2 separate regions of the Gasterosteus aculeatus genome follow, and region 1 is linked to region 2. Evidence: chromatin contacts called from public Hi-C data. All regions are on one chromosome and are shown on one strand. The core of a region is the stretch at or near the end of the contact, and the rest is flanking DNA. Distances in the headings are between cores, read along the strand shown. Region 1 holds the start of nrros (negative regulator of reactive oxygen species). Region 2 overlaps vav3a (vav 3 guanine nucleotide exchange factor a).

Region 1 (6,564 bases), core at 3,173-5,672, 55 kb after region 2:
AAAAACAGTGTGCAGTTTTGAGGCTAACGCGTTGGCCTGAGCAGGCGGAATAGTGGGCAGTCTGTTGTCCCTCAAATCCAGCACTTTCAGGTCAAGGTTTAGAAGTGAAGGGGGGAGATGGGTGAGATAGTTCCTTGAAATGCTTAAATACTCAAGACTTTGCAAATGGGAGAATTCAAAGTCTTGTATTTGAGTGTTTCCCAAACCTAGATGGCGTATTGTGTTGCTGAGACTTTGTATCGATTGGTGGACGACGAGTCCGGGGTTGTCAGACAGTTCCAAGTGCGTTAGAGACAAACCAGCGAACGCAGACAATGGAATTATTTTAAGGTTGCATCCCTTAAGGTAGAGCTGCGTTAAGGATGCAGCGTTTTTCCAATCCGCCCAAGTCGAGCTATTGTCCGTGCAGGGGTCAGCTTCCTCAGGATGGCAAATGTCAACGTTGTTGTAACTGAGATCCACTGACCGGAGGCCGGCCAGGGAGGAAAACAGTCCCGAGGGTAACCCCTCCAGGCTGTTCAAACTGAGGTTAAGGTACGTCAGGTTGCCGAGAGCGTTCAGCGTACCTCTATCTGCGACAATCTGGTTCAGCCTGTTGTTGCTGAGGTCTAACTCGTACAAGCTGCCCGAGAACCGGTGCGACGTCAGATTTAAGGTTTCCAGACAGTTTGTGAACATGTGAAGTCTGGACAGGGCGGGCATTTTCTGGATGAATCCTTTAGGAAAATGGTCTACCTGGTTTCCCCTGAGATCCAAAATCTCCAGAGAGGAGATGTCACCGTGAAGGCTCTCCTCCCACAGCTGAGCCGTCACGTTGCCCGTGTACGTCTTCATATTGTAGAACTCAACGGTTGAGGTCAAGTTCGGGAACGTGCCGTTGTCTGCCAAGTGTTCGTAGAAGCTAATGCTGTTTTGGGACAGGTAAAGATTCCTCAAGTGACTGTGGTTGGGCAAGAAAGGAAAGAAGAGCATTTTGTTGTTGGACAGATCAAGTGTCTCGAGCTGGAAAGTGTCGTTGAGGTCTTGTCCGGCGATGAACCACTCTATGAAGTTGTGGCTGGCGTTGAGGACCACCAGCTGCGTCATGTGAAAGTCTGTCAGGCAAGGCAGATAGTTGAAGGCCAGGTTGAGCCGCTGGAGCATCGGATTGCCGTCGAAGGCGCCATCGATCTCGTACATGATGTTTTTCTGCAGGTCGAGTTCCTTGAGTTGGTGAAGATCCACGAATGAGGTCTCATCCAGTCTCTGCAATAAGTTTCCAGAAAGATTGAGGTACTCGAGGGATGTCAGATTTTGAAGAAGGGTGGCCACCATGTCGTCCTCGAGCCCATTCTCAGAGAGATCCAGAGCTCTGAGCCCGGGCAGAGTCTTTAACGCGTGGCTGGATTCCTGGCAGCCAGCATAAAGATTGTTATTTGCTAAATTGAGGTTTTTTAACAACTTTGAGTGTTGAAAAGTGTTTGATTCCAAATTTTCCAAACGATTACAAGCTAAGCTCAGGGTGTTTAGTGAGGGGTAACCAAGTAGAGAGCTGCTCTGTAGTGTTTGAATGTTGTTGTAGTTGAGCTGAAGCTCCTCTAAGTTGTCGGGCAGTCCTGCAGGCACAGAGGAGAGATTGCAGTGGTTGCAAAGAGCTGTTCTTTGAATCTGCAGAGAGAAGGAGAGCACACAGTTTTAAATGTGTGAGTTTATTCTATGTGTACCTGTTTAAATACTGCAAGGTTCTCGAGCAAAAATCTCAAGGTTAGATTGTCTCTTTAATGGGTTTCAAGAGGTTCAACAAGCCTCCGGAAACTGAGAGAACGAGACGGAAGATTATTTCAAATAACTTTGTGCTCAATACTTTACTGGACTTTCAACACAGATAGGGAACTTGGTAAATGTATGTATCTTTGTATATCTATGTATCATCTGCGTTAAAATGAGGTTACCATTGTTACTGTGAAAATGTCAGCACGCCGATATTAGTAATGAGCTCAAACTACATCACTTGAAGTTTTCAAATAATATTTTAGTTTTTTGAATTAGTTTTGCATGAGAACCATCTCTTAACTCACAGCTTTGTTACATAAAAACCTCAACATTTTTGGAATATCACAAATATTTCATTTTTTTACAATTTATTTATAACAGTCATTGTTGATAATTAATCAAAAACCTTTCAGTTTTAATAAAACATGTTTTCTCCTCTGGTTGCACTAAAGATTACATCAGAAAGGTAATTCATTAGAGAGCTACTTCATTTATTAAAAGGACAATTGAAAATGTATTCACTTTTTCAAATATCTGTCTTTCATCAACAATGTGAGAAAGTTCCACCAATCCAATAAATCCAATGTTGTGAGTGTGCCATTGTTAAATTATAGATAACACAATGGCTTCTTAGAAAGTTAATTGTCTTAATAAAATGAAAAATACTATAAACATCACATACAGCTGACAAACCTTTTTAATGGATTAAATGACTCTATTTGCCTTTCCAATGAGACAAAGTAGGAAATGTTACAGCACTCAAAATATCTTCACAAAAGGTAAATTCCTACAGGATGTTCTCATGACGATTTTTAGTCTCAGTTATCGTGTTGGCAGAACATCGGCCGCACACTGAACACAGCCTCACAGTAGAGTTTTGCAATATTGACACGATCTGAAAAATGCTTATCTTTAATCCACAAAGTACGAAGGAGTTTGTTCACCATTTGGGCGTCGTTCCTACTCCACTTATTCTGAGACCCTTTTTTATATTTTAGGGTGATAGATATATATTAATCACAAACCGTTAATTGAACCTTTATTAATACAGGTAATCTCAGTTATACAACAGTGTCTCTTATGAACTGGAGTCTTACCAGTTGACACTGGCTGTGTCGTGGATGACTTGAGACCGGCGTCAGGATTCTCCACGTGGGTGACAAGCACAGCAGGATGGCAGTGAGCATGTGGACTGGCATTTTAACATCCTCACTGCTGACCGGGCGATGGGAGGAAAGAGAGAGGATACTGATCAATCAATCAAGACATGAGCTCACTGCGGAATGTCCAACTTAATCAGTCAACGAGTATCTACATCAGACTCGCTCTTCCTCCGTTCAAGATTTGAACGCGATGATGAGCATAGTGAGGGGACATTTTGGACCGTGTAAAAAATGTGGTAAATCCCCCCCTCCCTCCGAACAACTGACGGATTCTAAAACTGAGAGAACGAGACGGAAGCTTGACATCAAAGTGTCGGACGGGCACATATACATTTATCCACTCATACCAAAAACATTGGGGTGGTTTGCAAGATTTTTTTTTGTCATAATTTAAACATTTCTGTAGCTGTGAGCAAGCGTAATGTACGTGTTAGACTTGACAGGCAAGTCTTTCACGGCGGATCACTGTTGGGTCTGGAGGTCCCTACACAATAACAAAATCCAAGTCCATGTCTGAATGCATTTTATTCTGATGAATAAAGCTGTTGGGCATTCTGGTAAAATTCCCCTAATTTCAACTCAAGCCGCAGCGTGACCTTAACTGGATGTGGAGGCCTTGTGTTCCCTCTTTGTCTTGGACGCCTTTTCATTTGAGGATTTTTGTGTTGTGTTGTTGTTCTTAGTTTTTAGTTTGATAGCGACATAAGGATTGCACAAAACGACAGAATGGGGTTTCATCGAATAGAACAATGGCAAAATGTGCAATGTTTTAATTAATACATGTTAAAATCGGTACAGAGAAATCTGCATTATTAAATTGGGTTGACGTTGTATCATTAGTCGAAACCAAGTCATATCATTAATTACCCAATATGCAAAATGAATAAACATTTTGAGAGCTACATTTTTATGATGACCTGTGTTGTAGCACTTTATGACATCCTACTCAACACTGCAAGCTTTCAAGTACGCACAAAGGAAGGTGATCAATGAAATAACTTGTTCAAAAGACAAACTGTTAAGGTTCAACATTCTGCTTTGTCGCTTCTTTTAGCAAATTGCAAACACCAACATCAAACTAATGCACACTGCTCGTGTACTCACGCTGGTGGTTAGCTGTGGATTTACCAAGCCACTGCCGGTTGATCCACTGACCATATCGTTGGTTGACTCGCCGTTTGCAGAGAGCGTTCGCTCGCGTGACGTTCGGCTGCCTTCCTCTGATGTGACTGAAGCCTCTCTTTACTGCTCACGGAAGCAGGCCAGCAGCGGAAACCAGAGTCACATGGACAAGCTGCAATCAAAAAAAGAAAAAGAAAAGGTTCTCAAGCAAGTGCGAAGGCTCAACAGCTCTCAACCAGCACAGCAATACGGCCCCCACACCCCACACACCCCTCACATCCCGCACCTCCCACCAGAAAAAAAAAAGAAGCTACGATTGGTAGCACAACTGCCACCGCAAAAACCTAACGAGAACACACCCTTGACACCCTCGACTCGTTCTGATCAGCCAACCGATGAGAGAGGAAACCACCAGACACACACACGCCCTTCCTGCACGGTGTTCGGCCTGTCACTGCAGCAGCCGTTCCAAAACACACAGATGCAGAACGCGCTTTAGTATTGAATTCATCCACCGGGGGCCAACGCAGCACATAGAGATAATGGAGGGCCCGCTTTTTTAGCACGCACCAAATCCCTGCACTATGCTTTAAGTGAATAAAGTTCTCTAAGGTTCGTCATTCAACACCGATATGTTTCCAACATGGCTTCTGTCAGTAACCAACTTCCCTAAACACAGACCCTCCGTCGGTCAGGCCCCCTAGTCTGCTTACGTGGACGTGTTTCCATCCCGTTTCTTAATAACCAGCTGCGAAAAGCACACCAGCTCTATTGTTACGGTTAACTTAAATCTGCCTGTTGGGCTGTTTCTCCTCCCAGTGGATGAGGGAATAGGGAATAGGAATCAGGAAGTCATGGCGCCATCCTCGTAGAGTTGATTTGTTGGTAAAGTTCCTGCTTTTTTACAAAACATCTCCAGCTCTCACCTCTGGCTGTTACGAGTTTGGACTCATAACAGAGGAATACAATATAAGATCCCACATTGAATATAAGATTGGATGTGGGATCCCAGAGGCATCCTTGTCCTGTGGGTTCGTACCCTTTATCTGTCTACTGACACTACTAAAATCGCATTAAAAGAGAAAATGTATTAAAGAGGCTATAGCATATCTATGATTCTGCCGGCAACTGGCAGCCAACGGTGGCAACAGCGCTGACTGAGATCATTATTATTTATTTCAGTACAGCTACGAATCATTGTTTTTAAGACAGGGGCCTCATTAGGTTCTTGTGAACACAACAACAACGCACTCCTGCACTCATATTTCTGGGACCTCGATGGCATCACCCTACAATTCCTGCCTGCACTCGGTAGAGAAGCTTACGACACGCTTTTGTCTCAATAAACTTCAGACCAGTGAACACAGCAGCCCTGTCTTTGTTCCTTTAAATATCACACTGTGTCATTTCTTCAACCACGTGCTGTCACAAATACGAATACAAATATAAGCTTTCCGGTCGAGTAAAACCTTCATGTATATCCGATGCGTTAGTGCGGTTGAAGTGGAGGACATTTTTAATTTTTGATTAAAGATTTGACAAGCATGAGCCTGGGAATTACTTTTCAGAGTCTTTTTCGGTTGACGGTTAGGAGCTGATACAGGCGTGTTCTACCCTCTTGTCAAAAAGTGTGAGTGGTTTCTCTGGAGTCAGCGTGTCCGTTCTGGGCTACTCCAGAAACTGTGGCTGCCTTCTCAAATCCCGACTATGTATAGTCGTACCGGCACGCATCACCTGTTTTATTCTCCTGTTCTAAGCAAACGGACAGAAAGCAGCTCTCACGCTGTGTGCATGTGTAGCAGAAGGAGAAATCCAATGTCATGTCTGTCCCAATAAGACATATTGCAAAGAGCTGACGAGGTGATGTTACAGTTTGGGTGTAAAGTCTCATGGGTGAGTTAGGATGTGAGCAACTAAAGTCCTATGAAGAAGCACCACTGCAATGAGGGATAATAAATAACGAACATATGCACAAATGCTCACGTTAGAATATACCGATATACATAGTCGATACAAATGTAATTCCTCTCTTTGACCTAAACATCATTTTTTTTTGTAATATCTCTAAATACTGAAACAATATCTAAATATTGTTTCAGCATGAACCTGAATCTACTGCTGCAACACCAACAGATATAAAAAGTTAGATTAATAAGGAAAAGTGCGGTGGAGAACTTATATTCTCTTTGTTGTTGGTGCACATGACTTTCTAGGACGTGAGGCCATTTGCACAACATGCACATCTCAAGATGCTCCCTGCCCCCTTGTGGAGACTGGGAACATTGCGTATTCACAACCACTAGTGCAGGTATAAACCCATATGACCACAAACATGACAGAAGAGGACATTTCTTTAGCTACGGTGTCTGCAAATAGCTTTTGTGCTGAACTGCTGGTAGACGGTTTAATACTACAGACCTACAGTTAGTCTCTCCACCCGCGGTGGCAGTCAAAACGATGAAGGGCGGAGAGGCTAACGAGAGGCTGACAGCTTGGCAAACAGGCGTTCAGGGTCAGAGCAGGACAG
Region 2 (6,485 bases), core at 1,120-3,619:
TCATTTCACTTCCACATACCTGATTCCTGTTTGTTGTGCAATCGCAGTGTGGGAAAGTTTCGAGAGCGTGTCCATAACCTGCAATGGAACACGTGATCTCATGAATATCATTTACATCACAAAGACATAACGTTAACGGTCTGTTGTCTGGGTCCTGGTGCTGTGATCAGGATGCGTTTCTCAGCGGCGGCACATGAGGGCAGCATCCTCAAACACTCCAACAGGGCTGCACGCACACGTTTTGTAACCTTAATTTACTTGTGTGCAATAACAGACACTCGAGAGCTAATGAAGTCACGCATGCCAACGTGTATCCTGAGATATAAGCAATCCATATATATATATATATATATATATATATATATATAAATATATATACACGCAGTCAACAGAAGCAGTGGATCAGAGTGCCGTGAGCCGATCGGTAATTGACCTTGCTGTGAAGTTCTCCACATGCACGCTCGGGCTGACATGATTGCTATTAGGATGAAGTCTAATTTCACGCTGTTGTGCTCATTCCTGCGCGTGCCCTTGACCCCTCTCTCTGCGTGTGTTTGTGTGTGTGTGTGTGTGTGTGTTTGTGTGTGTTTGTGCTCGACTAGTCACTGTCGAACGAGCGGCACCCTTCAAGTATCTTGAGTGAACGCTGGGCGCGGAGCTCCTCTCATTCACGTCTGTTAACAACCTGGGGGGAAAAAAACGACCCGACAACCTCTCGTCTGTCCGCTGACATAACGCTGACATGACGCGTGGACCGACACCGGCCTGCACGCTCTCATTCACACACGCACACACACTTAGATGCACATCTGGCCCGGAGCATAAGCTCTCAGAGATCAATACTGATCACACAACTGGCCTTTCCCTCCCCCCACCGGTATAAACAGTGGAGACTGCAACACTGTGCACGCTGTGCAACTAATAACGTGTCGTGTTTTGCGTGTCACTGATTCCAAACACAATGTTGGAGGCCATAGAATGAGGGACACAACGTGGCGTCACGGCGATCAAACGAACAGTGGACAACACTGACTGGCAGTATGTAAATCTGTCAAAGTCTGTCTTTGAGATGACATTAGTGCATTAGTGCATTGAGTTTATCAGTCGCAGCTCTGATCAAAGGGAAACAGTAATGCTGTGCAGCTGAACAGTGGGGGGATCCGGGGGGCTGCCGAGCCGTGTTTGTGACAGAGACACACGGAGCTCGGCAGCAGTAGACACCTTATAAGACGAGACCTGCATCTATGACGCTTATGCACAAACTAAGCCCACTAGAAATATTCATTTTAGTTTTCTTTATTAAGGTCAGACAGTAAAGTTAAATGGCGCGTTTCCACCGAGCGGTACGGTACGGGTCGGTACCCTTTTATTTGTGTCTCCACTGCCAAAAGTTGAGAATGGTACCAAAAATCCGAACCGTACCGTACCACTTTTTGGGTACCCTTCCGTTGGGGTACCTGGCACAGTTGTTTGGTACTAAAGGGTGGAGCTAGACTCACTGCAGAACGTTGATTGGTTGAAAGAGTGTTGTCATTTGCGTGTGCCGCAAGGGGAAAGACAACACACTTGCAGCATGTAGCCTTTGCACAAACAAAGATTGTCGTCTCCTTGTGACAAACAGCCACATATCGAGAAGCAGGAACAGGATCAGCTGAATGTCCTCCATTGTTGTTTGCGGTTAGCTTTCAGTTTTCGCGCGATCGAATGACGTCAATCCACTTTCCGTCATATAACACGCCTATTAAGTGACGTTATCACTACTTTCTGGAATACACCACGCCTATCAAGTGACGTTATCACTACTTTCTGGAATACACCAAGCCTATCAAGTAAGGGTACTGTTGGCGGTGGAAACGCTCGCCAAATCATGGTAACAGACCCGACCCGTACCGTACCGCTCGGTGGAAACGCGCCATGAGATGCAAAGCCCCAAACACCTCCGCCGAGCAACGGTCTGTCTGCAGAGAGGCAAAACCCACGTCAAAAAAGCATGAGTAAGTGTAAAGGCGCTTGCTCTCCGTCACAGGTGGTGGGGAGTATCTCAACGGTCGGATGTCACGTATCTTTTGGTTTTCTGAAGTCCACTCCATTCCCAACCAACCCACCATAAAGTGTATGATCAGGAACACGTGTTAATCAGTGCTGCAATCCAAACACCGATGAGCCAGAGCACTGACTTCATCCTCTAAAACTCAAGAGTGAACCTCCCTCTGCCACAGTTGATAGAGATCTCCTTCCCATAATACACAAAGGACATCCAGAGGCCACTTGGCAGGTGCAGTGTGTCGACAAGCTGAAGATCCACTGCGTGTTGAACAGAGCTTTTGGAAGCTGACCGGCGCAAGCTGGCAGGCAGGTTTGTGCGACGAGTCGAGTGCTGTTTGGCTTCATCGGGTACATGAGTCACACTCTTTCGCAACAGAATCGACCATCTGCAGACAACCGAGCGGCGTCTCTGAAGACGTGCATGTGTAACACTCGCAAAACTGTTTAATAGAAATGTCAAGGAAATAAAAACCAAAGGCAGATGAGTCATTCGTTTTTGCCCGGGAATCAAAAGAAATATAGATGATCCCTAACGTTCGTGGAGCGGCAGGAAGGCATACGAGGACTCCAATGCTGAATTGGTTCAGCGTGTGTTCTTTGCGGGCGCGTCGAGTAAACTGTGTCATCATGAAACAGCAAAAAATCATCTAAGATTTCCCAATGAAAAAGCTCAAAGGACACGCACAGCTCTGGTGTCTGGGGCGCACAACAAAGCCGAGGCCACAAGCTCGGCCGCCGCGAGGCACATGAGTGCTGATGAAGGGGGACGCCGGCCGGCCGATGGAGGCTAATGAATCCGTCCCACCTCGCCTCAGCCGCGCCGCTGCGTCCAATGATTCACACCGGAGCCACTGAGGCAGTACATGGCGTGTCTGTGTGCCTTTATATGCTCTGCTTTTGGGGAAATTCTAAACCTACAATAAATAAAAGCTGGATGTGTTGATTTCAAAATTGGTATTCATCTGTCCACATATGAATGAAGACTATTTCTAATATCTGATTACCTCCTCCTTATCTATCTTGACTCAGGGCAGACGGCAACGGGAAAGTCCGTGATGTATTTTAGATGCATGACATGCCAACAGTTCTGTTGGTTTTACACATGTCCGTTTCCTGCTCTCTGCTGTAATTCCTCCTTTTTGTGGCTTTGCCTTCCGAACAAGGCGTCTGCAGATTACGATTGAGGTTGGCTATACGTCTACCCACTTCTGAAACGGAAAACGGTGCTTTTAACTGCAGCGTTTAAAGGGAAAGCTGACTAATCTGCGTGCAGTGTTAAAATGACCCAGTCCCTAAATGAAAGCAGTATTGTCATTCGCCCAGAAACGTTCTGATAAAAACCGCAGGCAATTATTCCCCCTGTGTCCACACACTCATCCCTGTGAATTCTCATGGAGGCCAACAGCGTCAGTCTAACTGACCGGTGATCAGCTGTTAGTCTTCAGGCTTTTCTCACCCCTGCTTATGACCAGTGGGGAAACGTGCGTGTTTCTCCACCCGACCACCTCAAAATAAAGCGTAAAGCAGATGTGAAAGCACCTTCACATGGTGTTAGCAGCATCACCCATCCTCACACGTTTATTTAAGTGTTGTTGAGAGCTCTCTGGTTTAGTTTTCTGCACGCAAGGCACTTGAGTGGGAAAGGTTTCAACCGTTCAACGATGTTCCGTCTTGTTTCGCACGAAACTCCTTGTTGCAGCAGTGAAGGAATTAAAAGTTTCATCTTCATTCACAACATTTTTTTTAAAAGACTACAAAATGCAAAGGTTTGTCAGGGTTATAAAATATAATAAATGTCTTTTCATTTTGTTGCGCATCATTAACCAGGTTTGATAAAACGTACATGAAAAGCCGGAAAGGGAACTGCAAGTGGTGTTAACAAAGGCAACATTTGCAGAACGGATACAGCGAATGCAACGCAGGTTTGTAAAAGATCATTTTACATTTGTGTGTGTGTGTCTGTCTTCTTTTGCACGAGCGGTTGATGATTGTTGTTTGTGCTCATATGCATTCATTAATGTGTGCATGTGCATGTGTGTGTGTGTTAGACAGATGCAGCCTGTGTAACAAATTCAATCCACACACACACACACACACACAGAAGCCAATAAAAACCTGATTGGCTCGAAGAGAAAGACTAGCTAATGTTTGGCAATCAGTGCCATGGCTCATTAACGCCTATAATACATAATTTGTGTGTTTGGCTTATACAGACTTGTAGCTTATTGGAATGCAACACACCCTCGCCATTTTTTCTTCGTCTTCATGGGCTGCATCACTTAGTCCACCATTCTGCTCTGCTTTACTTGCTTCAACTCCACAGTTGCGCGTGTAGAAAACCCCAGACGAGCGTCTTAGACACAGTGGACCTCAGGGTTGGGGTTGACGTTGAAATAAATAAATCTGTTAACGCCAGCCTCGTGTTTTAGTGCGGGTGAGAAAAATTGTGACTTTAGGAAAATAATGACTCTGTGAAACAGCCGGAGGGTGAAGGGCCGAAAGGTTCAGAAGCCACGTTGTCAGAGTGATAGCGGGCTTCAGGAAGAAATCACAGATCCATCGCTTCAATGTCATCTGTGGTAATGCGATCACAGCCGTGCATGCGCTCAGCTATGGGGGTTTCTGCCTGCACATTTCTTAAAACACGTGCCACAAACAGCACGCCATGTGATAACTGGAGCAGAAGTCTTTCTGCGCGTAGCGGCCCAACTCCTGAGATCATTCACAAACTTGTGCTTTGGCACAGAATGCGTCCCAATGGAAGACCCTCCTAACTGTGTCACACTCACGGCGTGTTTCTCTTGAACCGGAGCTCGGTTCAGTGCTGTGCTGTTTGAACCGGAGTGTGTGCCTGTATCGCTCCCCCTCTTTAATAAGTCCATCTCAGCAGGGTTAAGGTCAAACGCAAGGGCATTAGTGGTGTCCAGGTAAATCACATCAACCTGCAGAGAACGCAGCCCCTCGGGACACACACACACATCCACACTCGTTACTCCCGCGCCCCCTGAATGCTTCATGTTCCCGTTAGTAGTAGCACATCACCCAGCTGATCGCACGTTTGCATGGTTCTCACATGCAGACAAACGCACAAACACTCGGCAGGCACGCTGAGGCTCCCACGCGGCTCGAGGTACACAAACGCGTCTGATCTGAGAAATCAGGTAAGGTTACTCCGGCTGAATTCCACACGGGCCGCTCACAACTACGAACAACGGTGTATGTATACGTGATGTATATTTATGCAGCATGTGTCAGCAGGCTCTCTTTGTTTGTTTTTACTGCACTTATTGTATCGCAAAAAAGCAAAGAGAATACAACCAAGTCAAAGAAATGGTGTTATACTGTATGAATGAAGATGAACTGGTCTTCCTTGTTGTTTGGAGTACTGATTAGATCAAACAGGGTAATCAGATGGAATCTCGTTGGGCTTCACGTAGATGTGAATTTTTTCAGTCGCTGCTCTACAAAAGGAAGCAGCAGAGGCAGCGATTTATCCTGGATTTTGGGTCCAGCTCAAAAAAACACTGGATCCTACAACTCCCATAATGCAACCCAATAGCCCCCCAGTTTTACATCCCTTGCCTGGTAAACCTCAACATCTGGAGTTCTTAACGCAGGCTTCCTGTCAAAAAACAATTAGTCCATGATAACATCACTATGACATCATCAGGGATCCATTATCAGAATCCAGACGATTGTTAGCGAGACATATACTGAACAGACATTTTCACAGGTTAAGTAGCAAGTGACAAACTGATCCTGTCCCAACGCCGCCAAAAAAGCTTTCAGGCGAGTAAAATAGAAACAATCGGTGTGTCTGTGTGTGCCCGTGGCTTGTGAGAACCTCGGCATCACAGACTGAGGATCAATGATCATTTTCTTCTTCATTATAAGCCTGCTAGTAGCTGAGGAAATATCCTCCACTCAGAGACAGAAGGAGGCGTCCCACAGCGTCCCCTGATTGACTTCACCGCTGCTATTATCGCCGAAGCCATGCTAAAGACATAACCTCCTCTCGCCGCCCACTTCCAAACCAATTTACAATACAGTCTCCATTGTTTCATCCCATTGACATGACGATCTCATTCCCTCGCCGCTGAAACACTATCCTGCCGTTAACTGACGATGAAATGAGGCAAACGGGGGGGCGGGGAGTATCTCCCAGGGGGGTGGTTCAGTTTGAAAATATAAACTCTGCTTTTAAGAGTTCCTCAAACAACCGCTGTTTAAAAGCTGCACATTTCAGCTCCTTGTAGACTCATTTGGGGAGCCAAGACATGAAACACTCGCCAAAAACCCGTTACCAAGTGTACGATCGGGTTTGAGTGGGTTGTCTGCGTTGTAAACGATGTCCTAAGGCGGTCAGTGAAAATCCACATGGACATTCCTCTGGATTCTTTTTTCTTTCTTCTCAGAGCCTTTGAGGCTGCTGTCACTCA

The links. Hi-C and Micro-C count contacts between places; a contact is called where the count stands out from the background.
Region 1: a Hi-C map of liver shows a contact between it and region 2, with 6 times the contacts expected there. The contact joins the promoter of nrros here to the enhancer-like site in region 2. A contact is called at or near these places in 6 of 6 Hi-C or Micro-C datasets (blood and trunk muscle, liver, skeletal muscle and 2 more).

The regions. Positions count from the first base shown.
Region 1 is chr21:10,540,601-10,547,164 of fGasAcu3.hap1.1, forward strand. nrros (negative regulator of reactive oxygen species) reads right to left here and starts at 4,423. Exons shown (of 4, transcript XM_078095654.1): 1 at 4,324-4,423; 2 at 4,020-4,209; 3 at 2,850-2,964; 4 at 1-1,647. The coding sequence starts at 2,951.
Region 2 is chr21:10,487,487-10,493,971 of fGasAcu3.hap1.1, forward strand. It overlaps vav3a (vav 3 guanine nucleotide exchange factor a), which reads right to left. Exons shown (of 28, transcript XM_078095652.1): 3 at 20-78. Among protein-coding and RNA genes, the nearest start is that of vav3a, 27 kb to the right of the region's middle. Within about 2 kb of position 2,370, at least 1 of the 9 cell types and tissues checked has open chromatin away from gene starts, as enhancers often do.